Regions from separate parts of the Mus musculus genome. Here region 1 is linked to region 2. The links are chromatin contacts, called in public HiChIP or PLAC-seq maps. All regions are on one chromosome and are shown on one strand. Each heading gives the region's core, a stretch centred on a gene start, on an enhancer-like site or on the middle of the called end of the contact. The rest is flanking DNA. Distances are from core to core; before and after follow the strand shown.

Region 1 (7,311 bases), core at 2,128-4,627, 1.0 Mb after region 2:
TATTGCGTGTGAACCTCCGGAGATCCCCATCCATGGGAGCATGGACTGCGTCCCATCTACAGGAACCTTTGGGTACAACAGCAGCTGCACTTTTCTCTGTGCAGAGGGGTTCGTGCTGAAGGGAAATGATGCCATTCAGTGTGCTGACTCCGGGCAGTGGACAGCCCCAGCCCCATTCTGTGAAGGTACTGTGACACCTGAATCATTCCTCAGCCATTCCTCAGTGCCTCTCAGGCACCTATGGGCACTTGACTCTACATATACTAGAATACTATTCAACTTTAGAAAAGGAATTCCAACATACACTCCAACATAGATAGACCATGAAGACAATGATCATCCAAAAATCGAGTAATCTATGATTCTACCTACATAAAATCATGCCTTATGGTGGTAAGAGAGTGACGATGATTAAATGTGCTAGTGTATGTTGTCTAGGAGACAGGCATACTAAGCCATGAGACATTCTTTAAAAGGATCTCAAGGGATTGCCCCAGCCACTTTGTCTTCAGATAAGTAAATATCACATGATCCAGAAGAGATACTTAGATATTTTCTTAAACATCTGGAATCGAAGCCTCAATAACTCCTTTTATAGTCCTTGCTAGTGTTGCTACACCAATAGTCAAGGGCTACAGCTGCTGCTCATCCTTGAAGCTAGCTCTGGTGTCTGCCAGTGTTTCTGTGGATGCTTCTGGGCTGGTAGCCAGGGTTTATTGAGCAGTTTCTGTAATCCCAGACAGTTTGATGTCAAGAGGGAGTGAAAGCTATTATTCACATTTTAGAGGTGAAAAAATATGAAATAAATGTGTTTTCTCCATGTAGAACTATCTTATATATTTAAAGGTTGTAGTATAGTAAGAAGGACCAGCTAGGACAATGAGAATGAAAATGGGTAAGGTACAATCATATGTGGGTGTGTGTATATATGTGCATGTATGTATGTATGTATGTATGTATATATGTATAAAATATCATAATTAAACCCATCACTATGTATGCTAACATTGTTTTACAAAAAAGAATCACTGTTTGATCAGGACCATAATTATTATTCTGCTTTTCCATTGAACATTATATAGAGATACGCCTCCAAAATCTTTTTCAAGTAAAACACAAAATTTAAGAACCAGGAATATTCCTTTCATGATTCCATAATGTTTTGCTCTTACAATGTCTTGACAAAAAAAATCTCTAGGATGATTTTTGTTATGCATTTCGATTTTATGCATTTTGGAGATTCTTGAGTCCAAGGTATGATAGCTTAAGCTTTGTTGGTTCACATTACCAAACTGCCTCCTCTGGCTCAGCCAACACTGGTCCAAACATCTTTCCTTGTAAAATCCATCAAGAATCATTGACATTAAATGTCAACCTAGTGGACTTCCAAGTTAAACAAGCCCAACTTGTAAATCTTTAATGATGATGATCATTGAACCGAGTCATCCAAAAACCAAGTAATCTAGGATCCTACCTATATAGGTTGTTTAAAGCAATAAAATCAGAGACAGAGAGTCAAATGGTAGAGGAGAGGGATAGAGGAATTACTGTTAATGAGAGTGGAGTTCAGCCTGAGCCCACGAAGAGTTCTAGAGATGAGGGCTGGTAAAGACTGCATGAAGATACAAATGCAAAGGACACTGAACTAGACACAAACAGGGCTGAGGTCAAGGTCAACAACACTTCTCAATGACTGTTTCCTAACTCCCTGCCTTCCTTACCCATTAGCGTTGCAATGTCCAGAGTTTCCGGTTCCCAGTAAAGCCCAGGTGAACTGCTCGGATCCCTTCGGTACCTTGACGTACCAGTCAGTCTGCAGCTTTTCCTGTGATGAAGGCTCGCTCTTGGTGGGAGCAAGTGTGATAAGATGCCTGGCTACTGGACACTGGAATGGGGCTCCTCCCGAATGTCAAGGTAAGGATGGATTTCCCCCCATTTTTCTTAGCAGTAAGTTGAAGGCAATATTCTTAAAGGCTATATCTGAGGTGGTAACTGGATAAGGTGTACCTTGAGAAATTAGCGAGTGCTGTCTGTCCCTAACTCCTTCATCCTCTACCCCCAAGGATTCCAGATACAAATGTCGTCAGAGACTAAGCAAACATCATGAGTGTCAGGATATTTAGCAATGATAACAATGTGGTGACCTTTGCGGTGTCTTTATCAGAATCTACATCAGGACTGGCAGGCTCCTATCACAGTGGTACTCACTAAGCACGGGGTCCAGAAAGAGGACGGGAAAGAAAACTTAACTCTGAGTGTTGGCTCCAAGACTGATCTGACACTTTCTTGGTAGGGGTCATGGCATGTCCGGGAGGAATGAGAAAGGCAGAATTACAGAATCTAGAAGTAAGCATTCTCTGTTTAACACTGGAGAAACATAGTTAGGCTATAGTGTGGAGCACTGGGGAGAATCCGTGCCATGAACTGGAGATTAAAGCATTCTCGGAAGAAAGCAAAGCATAGCCTCATTAGGACAATTTATATCTATCTGTGTTAGACTCGGTGTTAAGAAGCCAGCATGTCCTGTGAGCACCATAACATCCTGTGTGAAGCAGAGCTGTTCTAGTCACCTGACTTTATAGTGTGTGATTTTCATATTTTCCCATTTCTTTCTCTTTCAATGTACCCAAAACTTTAGCCAAATTTATGACAAACACTTTTAACAAAACAAGATTTATATTTGTAAAATCTACAGATATATAGGAAAATAGAGACATTAAAATAGTCTCGTAAATATCAACCATCCAAAGGAAATATTTCTAAGTGCTTCTGATATGCTCTCATGCAATTTTTGTAATAGTATTTTATTGTGTATATTTGATTTTAACAATATACTTAATATGTGCAATGTGAAATATTTCTGTATCACTTAACTTAGTATGGGCTTTCAAATATATGAGTAAAAGCAAGCACGTTTTTCATGAAAAAGAAACCACTTGCTATTCAGGTCCCACAAGTGTTCTCACACACACACACACACACACACACACACACACACACACCATTATAAAGCAAACAATTCATGTATGAATAACTAATTAATTAATTAACAGCATAATACGATATCCTTCGTTCAAGGCATCAGAACCTAAGTCAAGTTCTGGAGTTGGGGTTGGGATTGAGGAACTGGGTCTGGATAGAACAGAGTGAGGCTCTGGGCTTGTCCCTTGCTCTTATCCTCACGACACTGAAGTCTATACAGCTTTGAGGAAGAGCTCCAAAATCCTCAGCAGGATTATCAGGAGGATCAGACCCTTCCAGGAAAGCTACTCATTGCTCCACAGTCCTGCCTGTGGGTGTTCACTGCCAGGGCCTGCCACTCACCACAGCTTCCTGTGACCTTCCAGTTCCCTTCTGCTTTTAGCCCTTTGTTTACTCTGAGGGAACTTTCTCCTCTTCTTACTGGGTGTGCATCAAGTGAAATACCCACATGCGGTTGAGGCAGGAAGGTACCACGAGGCCTGAAATCCACAAGCTATTGTGACACTTCCGAGGGAGAGAGCGTTATCAGATCATTTTCCTTGTCACCGTCCCCACAGCCCTCTACACTCATCCTTGCAAAGTCACTGGAGAGCTGGAAATGACTCTGCCATGACTTCACCAAAGCAAGGACCCACACCCTTTTCCCCTCTGCATTTCTGGCTTACAGCCTTCTCTCTCTCTCTCTCTCTCTCTCTCTCTCTCTCTCTCTCTCTCTCTCTCTGTCTCTCTCTCTACACACACACACACACACACACACACACTGAACACAGGAAGACTTTGCAAGTGGCAGACTGTATCTCAGTCTCTGTATAAGTTGATTAGAGTGAGAGGTGTACTGCCAGGGACGGTATGGAATGAAGGGACAAGAAAGGTGCAGACAGTACCTGGAAACAACAAGGACTGCTGCCCCATTTCCTCTGATTTAAAGCCATATACTGCATAACCAAGACAAGGAGCAGAAGTCCCCGAGACCGTGTTTACACTTAGCCCTTCCCTTCCGAGTGTCAGCATGATTCATCTGGGCTTCATTGCGTCAAGTGACATACCCACATGTGGTTAAGGCAGGAAGGTACCACGAGCTCCCTCGAGAGAGGTCCACCTTGACAGCTACTGACATTGGCACCGAGAATCTGTTCGCTCTCGATCTGACTAAGTCGTTAAGATATCAAGATTCAGAGAGGTTAAGTGGCTTGTCCAAAGTCATAAAGTGTCAGTCCCAATCCAAGCCAGTCTCCAAGCACCTCAGACTTGTGTTTATATATGCTGCCAAATAACTGGGAGACCTGATTTCATTATCTTGGCGGGTCATTTATGCCTGGTCCTGCAGGTTGAGACTTCTGGGAAGTGGTGAAAATTGTCATTTACAGACAACCAATGAAATATGTATCCACTTTATTCCCTTTTACATTTAATCTTTGAGTGTGGCCTAAGTGTGACTTGCTATATAAATAAAAAGTACTGTGAGGCAAGAGTCACAGATTTTCATTGAAAATAAAGCATCCACGGCTGCAAAGGGGTCACCGTGCATAGTATAAGCTAAGACGTAGACCCAGATTCTCTCACCACTGGCTGGGAAAGAGAAAGAAATCACCCCCACTTTCACCTCTAAGTTCTTGGCATTGTTTGCTGGAAACATCATCCGGTTTGTTTCTCAAGAAGACATCAAGGGGGCGACTTTCCCTGAGGTCTAGGGCATTCAACGTGAAGCATGCCACTATCTCTCTAAAGGGTGCCAAGTCCCTTTTACAATCACTTCTGAAACCCTGAGTGGGTGAGATCTCAGAATGACAGTCAGTGGTAAGCCATAGCTGTCACCCACCTCCCTGCTCCCTGATGCCTTAAAGATAAAAAGCCAGAAAATGACCACCTTTAGCTAAATGTAGAGAAAGACAGAGAGCAGTCACACAGGGGCCGGGAGTGGGGGGGGTTTGAAAATGCCAAGCTCTAACATAAGCCCCTCTCCCTCTGTCCTCCTCACTACAGCTGTGTCCTGTGCCCCTATGCTCAGTCCTGAGAATGGATCCATGACCTGCGTTCAGCCTCTTGGGAATTCCACCTACAAATCCACATGCCAGTTCATGTGCGATGAAGGATTTTATCTATCTGGACCGGAAAGACTGGATTGTTCTCCATCTGGACACTGGACAGGCACCCCTCCCACGTGTGAAGGTAGGCACGTGGGTCTGTCCTTCCTTGTGACTTCTCAGATACCACCAGAGAGGGAAGAAATACCTTCATATCTCATATGTAAACAACAGGTGTGAGGATCTAGACCAAAAATCTCTTTCTTGCCGAATAACCTTTTTTAAAATTGAGTAAAGCACTTCACACTCAACAACGCCTTTGCGTCATCATAGCACATGAGATCAGTGTTCTAGAATAACCAGGGAAGTCAGAATTATCCCCATACTACAGATGAAGAAGAAACAAAGGCTCTGGGGTGACATGGTCCAAGGGCATCACCATTCACAAGTGATGAGACCCAGCTATGTATTGAAGCACTTAACTTGCTTCTAAGCATTCTTGCTCATTTCTACCATACTCTCCACCCATCTATTTCTACACCAACCTTTACCTACCCCACCAAGTCTCAGAGTAGGAGCTTATTTGGGAATGGGTGTGATCTAACCTCCCCTGGCTCTTGATTTCTTTCTACTTCTTTATGGACTTTACACTCAATGAGAGCAGGAACTGTCCCTTCTTCACTGTGTCTGTATACATATGCATTCATATGTCTATATAATATATGTGTGTATGCATGCCTCTGTGTGTGCACATGCATGTGTATAATACATATGCATGCCTCTGTGAGTACACATGTATGCATGTGTGTATAATATATGTCCATGCCTCTGGGTGTGCACATACATGTGTATATAATATGTGTGCATGCCTGTGTAGTGTATGTATGTGTGTGTATGTGCAGGAGTTGTATGCATATGGTCACAAAAATACAATGTTAGGAGTCTTCCGTCACTACTTATGACCTTATCTTTAAGACACATAGTCTCCCACTGAACCCAGCACTCATACCAGTTAGCTATGCTGATCAGCCAGCAAGGTCCAGGTATCTACCTGTCTATATACCCTAGGATTACAGATGTGTGTGGCCATGTCTGGCTTTTACACAGGGCCCCAAGATCTGATCTAGGTCCTTGTGCTTGCCTGGCAGGTACTTCACCCCCAGAACCACTTCCTCAGACCCTCCTTCATCTTTATACCACCTGCAATAGTAAATGGAATCCAAATGAGTGTGTAACAGGCACCAGTTGAACTGAAGCTAATGGGTTCCTGGCAACACTCAAGTGCAACATGCTGACAGTGTGAACTAGTGGAACCCTCAAAAATAGGGTGGGCCTCCCCTGTCTTTAGCTTCCTGGTAGCACCTAGCAGGTACAATGTATTGCTTGTGCTACAAACATGTCATATGCTCTAAAACAGCACTGTGTTAATTTACAGCTTCTGTTTGGTTTCAGAGGGGTCACTGTTCCTATTTAGCATTCAGTGTAGTCAGAGTTAGTAATGAAGAGAGCATCACTTCACATAGATTTTCGTATTCAGTCTACACTAACCACCTCTAAAGAAGCTATTGTTAGCTCCTTCTGAAAGATGAAGAAAACGGGGCATTAAGAGCGAGCGAGTAGCTGCCAATAGGCACATTGCAGGAAGGGCAGAATGGCTGAACACAGGGTGTTTCCAGCAAACCACACTGCCACCTAGCGGCAGGGCTTCAAAATCCTGGATCCAGGCACAGACTGCAGGGGTAAATTCTGAAACAGGCCTTAGAAATGTGACCAGTGATCAGACAAGAGACTATGCCTTTAAATAAATATATGTTAAAAGTTTTGGGGAAAGACAGCTAAAATATCATTCATTCAACCCTACACTGATAGATGCTATACTAAAGGGTACAAACACTACCACCTGCTGTCAAAAAGATGTACTACAAGCCTCAAGGAGCCCAGGCCATGTGAGCAGAGAGTTTATGCCTGTGTTTGCTGCTTGTTTCTTTATCTCTCACCCTTTATCTCATTTATCCTAGGAACATGTTCATTTGCTATATTCTCCAGATTGTATTTTAAGGGCAAAAGAAATCAAATTCCATTTACATATTCCATTAAACTTTCATGTAGCAAATTATGTTGCTAACCTGTGATCTCTCGGGCCACTTCCCTTCACTCCCTCCCAATCTTCTTTTCTCCTCAGGAGGAAGCATGTGCCTCCTCCTCCTCCTCCTCCTCTTCTTCCCTGTGAGCCCAGAACCCACCCAGGAACAGCATCTCTGACACATGGTCCTTAGTAGAGTCAAGCTTCTTCAACCCTAATTTT
Region 2 (7,355 bases), core at 3,561-6,060:
TCGCTTTCCCAGAGTACTTTGTGAGTAAATATTTCATCAGTGAGTCCTAGAATCACCCATCTAGTTCCCTGGGTCTCCTTTCAATGTTTCTCACGCCCAATGTGATCCCTGTGAATGGTCATGCCAATGAGTCCATAATGAATGACAGTAGTAGCATTGGCTAGTTTTTGAGGTCTCTTTGGGGATATCTGAAAATGTCATTAATTTGCCTTAAAGCTGAGGAAATATTATGTTACTTGAGTGTCTTTACTGCGCAGAGGAACATCCAAAGCAAGCACTTTCTTTCTGGGCACCCGTCTTCAATGGCTGTCCATTTCTTTTACTGCCATGAACCAAGTTTTCACCTGGAAGGAGCTGGGGAAGCAAAGGGCATTTCAAGGTCACATTCAATTGGCCTGTTTTCCTTGGACTACTTCAGCAGCTAAATTGAAGACTTGTTCAGGGAATTAAAAATTGAAGCCATTATTCAAAACATAGTCTTCTAAAAGTAGATATTGTTGGTCAAATGGGCCTTGACAAGTTTGTGAACATCTTTTGATTTTTCCTCATCATGGAAACTATTGATAGGAAACAACTGAGCAGCAGTTAGTTATATCTCTAAAAATGTGTTTTTATAAACTAGGCACTTATAGCAACCAAAACCATTATAGTAGTAATAATTGATCCATCCCTGTCTCCTCAATATTACATCCTTACCTATGTTTGTGGCTACTGATAGCTATTGCACTAAAGTATAATAAGCCATAATTTATTAATAGTTAGTGGCTATGTACAACATTAGGCTACACCAGTAAGCCTTTCATACTCTATTACATTAAAATTTAATTTTCTAACTTGCCCGATTTTATAACAATACTTGGAACATACTAGCTTTCCCAATTTGATGGATCTTTTAGACATTGACACACAATCAGTTTTATTAATATGACTACCAGTGTCATCAGAAAGGTCTTTAACTATTGGAAAACTTTCAAACTCATAATGGTGTGTAAAAATTTCCAAGATCCTACTCTTCTCTTGAAACCTTTGATTCCATCATTGGTAACAGGTAATTGCTTTCCCTGCAGCGACAGACTCTGTTCACTTTTGAGAAAACATCTGCCAAATAGTCTGTCACTCTTTCCAAGTAATAAAAGATGTTTCATCACTAGAGCAGAGCGCTCAGCTCACAACTTAAGCAATCTCATTAGCGTTTTCCCTTGAAAATGTGGTTTCCCCAGGCAGCAGACATGTATCACATTGATGTCCTACCTAAGGACACTATTGACTTCTGGTTGCTTACATTTACCTATTGGTGGTTTTCATGTGTGGTAATGAAGACTGCAGCTAGTGTAGTCTGGTATGGCTACCCTGGTTTGACCCATCAGTATTTATTATGAAAAGTTTCAGTCTCATGGACCTTTTGGTAAAGTCTTAGGAGTCCCTGGTTTTCTACTGAAAACCCTTTGAAAACTCTTCCCTATAGGATAATAATGCTTCTATATTAACTTACAGCTGCATATGGTTTTAAGTAAAGAAAAAATAATGAAGAATATAATAGCACTGAGATGAAGAGTATTATCTTGGATTCAAAAAGAAGAGAATCTTAATTTACTTGAATGCCAAAAACAACTTTTAGTGGAAGATACTTAAAAGTTTTTTTTTTAGATTTATTTATTATTATATGTAAGTACACTGCAGCTGTCTTCAGACACACCAGAAGAGGGCATCAGATCTCATTATGGATGGTTGTAAGACACCATGTGGTTGCTGGGATTTGAACTCAGAACCTTTGGAAGAGCAGTGCTCTTAACTGCTGAGCCATCTCTCCAGCCCTTTTATTGTTTGTTTTGTTTTGTTTTGTTTTTTGAGACAGGGTTTCTCTGTATAGCCTTGGCTGTCCTGGAACTCACTTTGGCCTCGAACTCAGAAATCTGCCTGCCTCTGCCTCCCAAGTGCTGGGATTAAAGACGTGTACCACCATGCCTGGCAAAGGGTTTTTTTTTAAGGGGTATGTTATAATGACAGTTTTTTCTTCTAGTTTCAACACAATGTAGGCAAGGATTTACTTGGCTTACAATTACAAATTATAGTCCATCATTAACGGAATGTTAAAGCAGAAACTTAAGCAAGTCAAACCACATCCACAGTCAAAGAGAATAAATATTATGCTTACTCATTTACAGCTAGTTTTATCCTCTCTTACACAGTGCAGAAATCCCTGCCTAGCAAATGATACTGCCCAAAGTGGGTTGGACCTTCCCATTGAATTGACATTAAAGTCAATATTCCACAGTCATGCCCACAAGTCAAACTGATCTAGGTATTTGCTCATTAAGACTTTCTTCCCAGTTTTATTCCATTGTAAATTTGTGGTAAATTGACAGATAAAACTAACCAGTGTATATTTCATTAATAAAACAAAGAAATAGAATAAATGGAAATCTAATACAGACTAGTAAGTTAAAGATTTATAAAAGGAATTTTCATCTAAAGTACAAATTCTCCCCACTACAATGAAAAAATTCTTAATTGAACATTTCTCTGAATAAATTTAGGAAAATATTCCAAGTTATTATGGTGTATAAATGATAATTCTTTATTTTATTCCTTATTAAAGACAGGTAAAAATCTATGGCATTGGATAGCAACTGTAGTATCAATCACAGTGATATAAAGAAAAAAAAGTTCCCTCCAGTGCAATGTAGCAGACAATGAGATTTTAAATGAAATCCACTAGTCTTCATGTAATAAATGGGCAGATCAAATGGTGAGCATAGTTTAGACATTAACACACTTACCATTTATGGGGAATGCTTACTTAGTGAAGACGAATTACAAAGAATATTGGTTTTGTGGTGACAAATTCATATACACATATACTTAGATGACTGCTGTCTCTACGTTGCCCATCCTTACTCTCATGGATGAGCACCTCCATCTTCTAATACGTTATCTCTATTTTCTTGTTATTTTTGCTCCAAACTCTACACATGAGGAAAAAAATAAGATACCTTTCTAAAATCTGGCTTGCTTCCCATAACATGACAATCTCCAGTCCCATCTATTCCCTTCAAATGACATAATTCCATTCTTCTTTATGGATGAATTGTACTACACACTTTCTATATATTCTATTTTTTTATCTTCTTTTCCCTTGATCGTACTTGATTGCACAGCCTCGCTGTGTGATTAGTACCGTTACAAACATGATCACCCAGTCTCCAGTTCTGTGAGCTCTGTTTCTTTCGTGAATTGTCATACCCCTACAAAATTCAGCTAACCTGTGATTATATCACTTGATGGTAATATAATAATCATTTTAAATGGGTAGACTTCTGCCTTGTTTTCTGAAAAGGCACATCTGAAACTCTTGGAAATTCCCAACTTATAAAAATGTATTTGCTCTTCTTCGTGGTGGGCGGCTGAAATCCAAGTAAGGTACCTAGTGATATATTCCCAGTGTCAGCTGCCAAATGAGTCCTGGGCATCCAAGAAAGACTGAGCCTGTGGTCAGAGATGGAAACTATGAGCCAGCTGGTATCAGCTAGCTTTGTGGGAATGTAAGGAAGGATAAGGATAATATCTGACCACAAGAGGAATGACTCCATAAGCCATACCTCTGGAATGAAAATTCTGAATAGTGATGCTAGGGTGAGCACACTGAGGGACCAAGAAATTGACAAATCCTGAGAACAAAGAAACTTCACATTTTGGACCCCAGCAACCCCTACCCTGACTGTCTCTCTTTGGTTGTTCTCTAGAGTGAGGTCACATGTGGGGAACTCTACCCTTTCCGGTGACATTGTGAGTGACTATCTCCAGCTGCACTGGACCTCACGTGTGTTTATATATTAGGATTTCAGATGTTTGGTTTTAGATTATGTCATGATTAAATGGCAGTCACTAAATGCCTAGTAATATCACTGTATGATAAAACATTCACTTAAGGATTGCTATTCTGCCAGGTGGCAGTGATGCATGCTTTTAACCTCAGCACTCAGAGAGGCAGGTAGATCTCTGTGTGTTTGAGGTCAGCCTGATCTACAGAGCAAGTTCCAGGACAGCTAGGGATACATGGAGAAACCCTGTCTCAAAACACACACACACGCACACACACACACACACACACACACACACACACACACACACACACACACACACACCACACCACACCATACAAAGTACTGCCATTCTGAGCCACCTACTACAAGGTTCTTCATGAGTTTTGCATCTCATGCTTTAATGCATGTTGATAGCTGTTGATTACCGCCATTAGCTTATTAGAGTTTGTAAGGTGGTGATTTCTAACTCTATTTTTGCTTTCCCATCCACCTAGCTACAATTCTGATTCAATAATTGCCCTCTGCCAACTATTTAGTTCCAGATAAAGCTGACACATCTTTCTGCCTGTGTTAATTATGAGGCTGACAAATGTGTCTTACCTTTGCTTTCTGAAGTAAGGCACAGTCTAAATTAGCAACAGTAGATGCATGTATTTAATTTGGAGAGTGACAAGAGAGTGGAGAGCATGCTGAAACACTGGAATTTACATGTCACTCTTTCAGCAACTCATTAGCTACCTTAACACATGAAATGCGGTTAGCTCGGTTCCCATATTAAGCCTTTACGCATCTGCTCTGACTTGGATGCAATTGTTTATTCATATATTCAAGAATGTGTACTGAGACCTCGCTGTGTGCAAGGTGTTCTGCTGATCAGCAGCTATGTGGGTCCCCAGTAAAGTGGAACAGCCTGCTATCCCTGAGCTGCCAGTGTGGTGGAGAGAGGGTAAGCACACACTTACACAAACGCTGTGGGTCTGTTATACATTATCATCTGTGTATCATTAGTCATGTTTACTTAATCCATACGTCATTCATGCATCATGGTTCTCGGGGAAAGCACATAACAGAAATTTCTGAGACGTTTGTCATGGGCTTTTGTTTCTTCAGAAAAATCTGTGTCCAGACCCTCAGGCAGCCAGCATTAGTTGCTCATGAAACACAAAGGGTAAACAGTTAGCAAAACTGCAGCCGCCTTGCAAGAACTAGCTAGAGAATGGCTGCTTTTTCTACTCTACGATCACTATCCCTCATCAAAGCAGGTTGTGGTTAGCAAATGGTACTGGGCCATCATTGACGTGCTTATGGAGACAGTGGAAAGTTTATGTGCCAAAGTCTCAGTGACTGCCATGCTCTCTTCCTAGCCTTCTGTGCTAGGTGAGAAGCCAAAGTTGACAATGTAAGGTATAGAAATGTAGAATATGAAAACTTTCTTAGCTATTTAACCATGACTTTGCTGAGTCCATATAGTTCGGCAACATTCTTAGCTTTTAGATAGAACCCATATGGTTGGGAGTGTGTGTCAACATATTTATATTGCATTATTGAGGATAATACATAAGGATTTTAAAAGAAAATCAAGAGGGTACAATCTAAGAAATAATAAGTAGAAGTCTAATTCTCACCTCCAACAGTTCCCTTAATGTGGCCAAGCTTTCCTCTGGCTGGCCAGACATCTCTCTCCTCTCCCCATTTAATTTTTAGCCCTTGGCAGATTCTCTTATTTTAAGATGATTTTTGACTGTTCTTTGTGGGAAACCCATTGTTACATTTCTAGGGTGTAAAAACAATGCCTGACATTGGTATTGAATGTGTACTTCTAATTAAGTAAATATGGTCACAAAAGTTTAAGTAAATGATGTTTAATTTTATATTCAATTACCTACACTATGCCTATGTAAAACATGTTCTTTCTGATTCATACATAGAACATGTTACTCACCCCAAGGATATCTCCCCATCAGCCAGTCAACGTTGCTTACTCATTGGTGCACCTGGGGAAACATTGTCCCAATTAGTTTCCACATAGATTAGAATTTTTTTCAATTTTTATTAGATATTTTCTTCATTTACATTTAAAATGCTATCCTGAAAGTCCCCTATACCCTCCCCCCGCCCTGCTCCCCTACCCACCCACTCCTACTTCTTGGCCCTGGTGTTGCCCTGTACTGGGACATATAAAGTTTGTAAGACCAAGGGGCTCTCTTCCCAATGATGGCCGGCTAGGCCATCTTCTGCTACATATGCAGCTAGAGACACGAGCTCCGGAGGTACTGGTTAGTTCATATTGTTGTTCATCCTATAGGGTTGCAGACCCCTTCAACTCCTTGGGTACTTTCTCTAGCTCCTCTATTGGCGGCCCTGTATTCCATCCAATAGATGACTGTGAGCATCCACTTCTGTATTTGCCAGGCACTGGCATAGTCTCCCATGAGACAGCTAGACGAGGGTTCTTTCAGCAAAATCTTGCTAGCATAAGATGTTTTAACTGTTACAGTATTGGGATGAAAACTGAACCCCAGGAAATGGAATTACATGCTGTGAACTCTTTTCTATCTGGCTTCTTGAATGCCTTGAATGTTTCAGATGCTGTTGCTTACAGTGTCTCATTGTATAGATAGATGTTCCCCAGGGTGCTCACTCCTCTGTTGATGTGCATTTGGGGCCAGTATTTAGGTTTGTAACTGTTACAAGCAAAGCTGTCTTGAACATTCTTTATATCTCCAGTAAACACCTAAGTACTGAATTGCTAGACCAAAAGTGGCTGAATGTTTGACTTTGAGAAAGACAGTTTCCAAAGTGATTTTACCATACAATATTCCTGCTGGAAATTTATGAGAAATTATATTGTTGTGTATTCTCATGGATGACTGATGTTGTCAGTTTCTAGGTTTCAACCATTCTAGTGTATGTAAATTAGTTTCTCATAGTGCTTCGAATGTGCTTTTATTTAGCAACAATGATATAATATACTTTCTCATATGCAAAATGGCCATTAGTATGGCATTAGTTATGAAAAATTTTCAATTTGTTTCTGTATTTGTTAATATAAAATATACTACCTGCATATATAATATATAAAATATTATAAATATATAACACATACAACATACATAATAAATATGTATATATAGTATATGTATATGTCTATATATTATTTTCTCCCAATCTATAGTTGTTTTTCCTTTTCTTCTTTTCATTTTTTTCTATTAGAATTACATATAATTCACAATGATAAACACAGAAATACTTTATGGGGACTTAAAATACATATAATCAGTTTTCAAAACATTAGACATTATAATTTATGTGGTAGGAGCATCATATATAATCCTTAAGGTGGTAGGAATATTTGAGTCAGTCTATAGGGAAATAAAACTTGAATAATCTATATAGATTCTCAACATCTCATCTATGATAATTTTAGTTTTCATACAACTAACTAAGAGTGAAATATTAAAGTATTTATCTTCAACTTAAATGTTTTGGTCAAATGTTGTTCCTTTCCTAAGGACACCCAACTGTTACCAG

The links. HiChIP or PLAC-seq counts read pairs in DNA pulled down with a chosen protein or histone mark.
Region 1: a contact with region 2 is called in a FOXA1 HiChIP or PLAC-seq map of pancreatic cancer cells. The contact joins two enhancer-like sites. A contact is called at or near these places in 4 of 39 promoter capture datasets (3T3-L1-derived adipocytes, frontonasal cranial neural crest, liver and 1 more), 1 of 484 Hi-C or Micro-C datasets (embryonic stem cells) and 1 of 115 datasets of contacts at active chromatin or transcription factors (pancreatic cancer cells).

What each region holds. Positions count from the first base shown.
Region 1 is chr1:164,132,139-164,139,449 of GRCm38.p6, forward strand. Selp (selectin, platelet) reads left to right here. Exons shown (of 16, transcript NM_011347.2): 7 at 1-185; 8 at 1,729-1,914; 9 at 4,966-5,151. Among named protein-coding and RNA genes, the nearest start is that of F5, 16 kb to the right of the region's middle. Within about 2 kb of position 3,378, at least 142 of the 459 cell types and tissues checked have an H3K27ac peak or open chromatin away from gene starts, as enhancers often do. A contact at or near this core is called in pancreatic cancer cells, where this site is marked.
Region 2 is chr1:163,109,186-163,116,540 of GRCm38.p6, forward strand. No RefSeq gene overlaps it. Among named protein-coding and RNA genes, the nearest start is that of Gm22434, 5.4 kb to the right of the region's middle. Within about 2 kb of position 4,811, at least 31 of the 459 cell types and tissues checked have an H3K27ac peak or open chromatin away from gene starts, as enhancers often do. A contact at or near this core is called in pancreatic cancer cells, where this site is marked.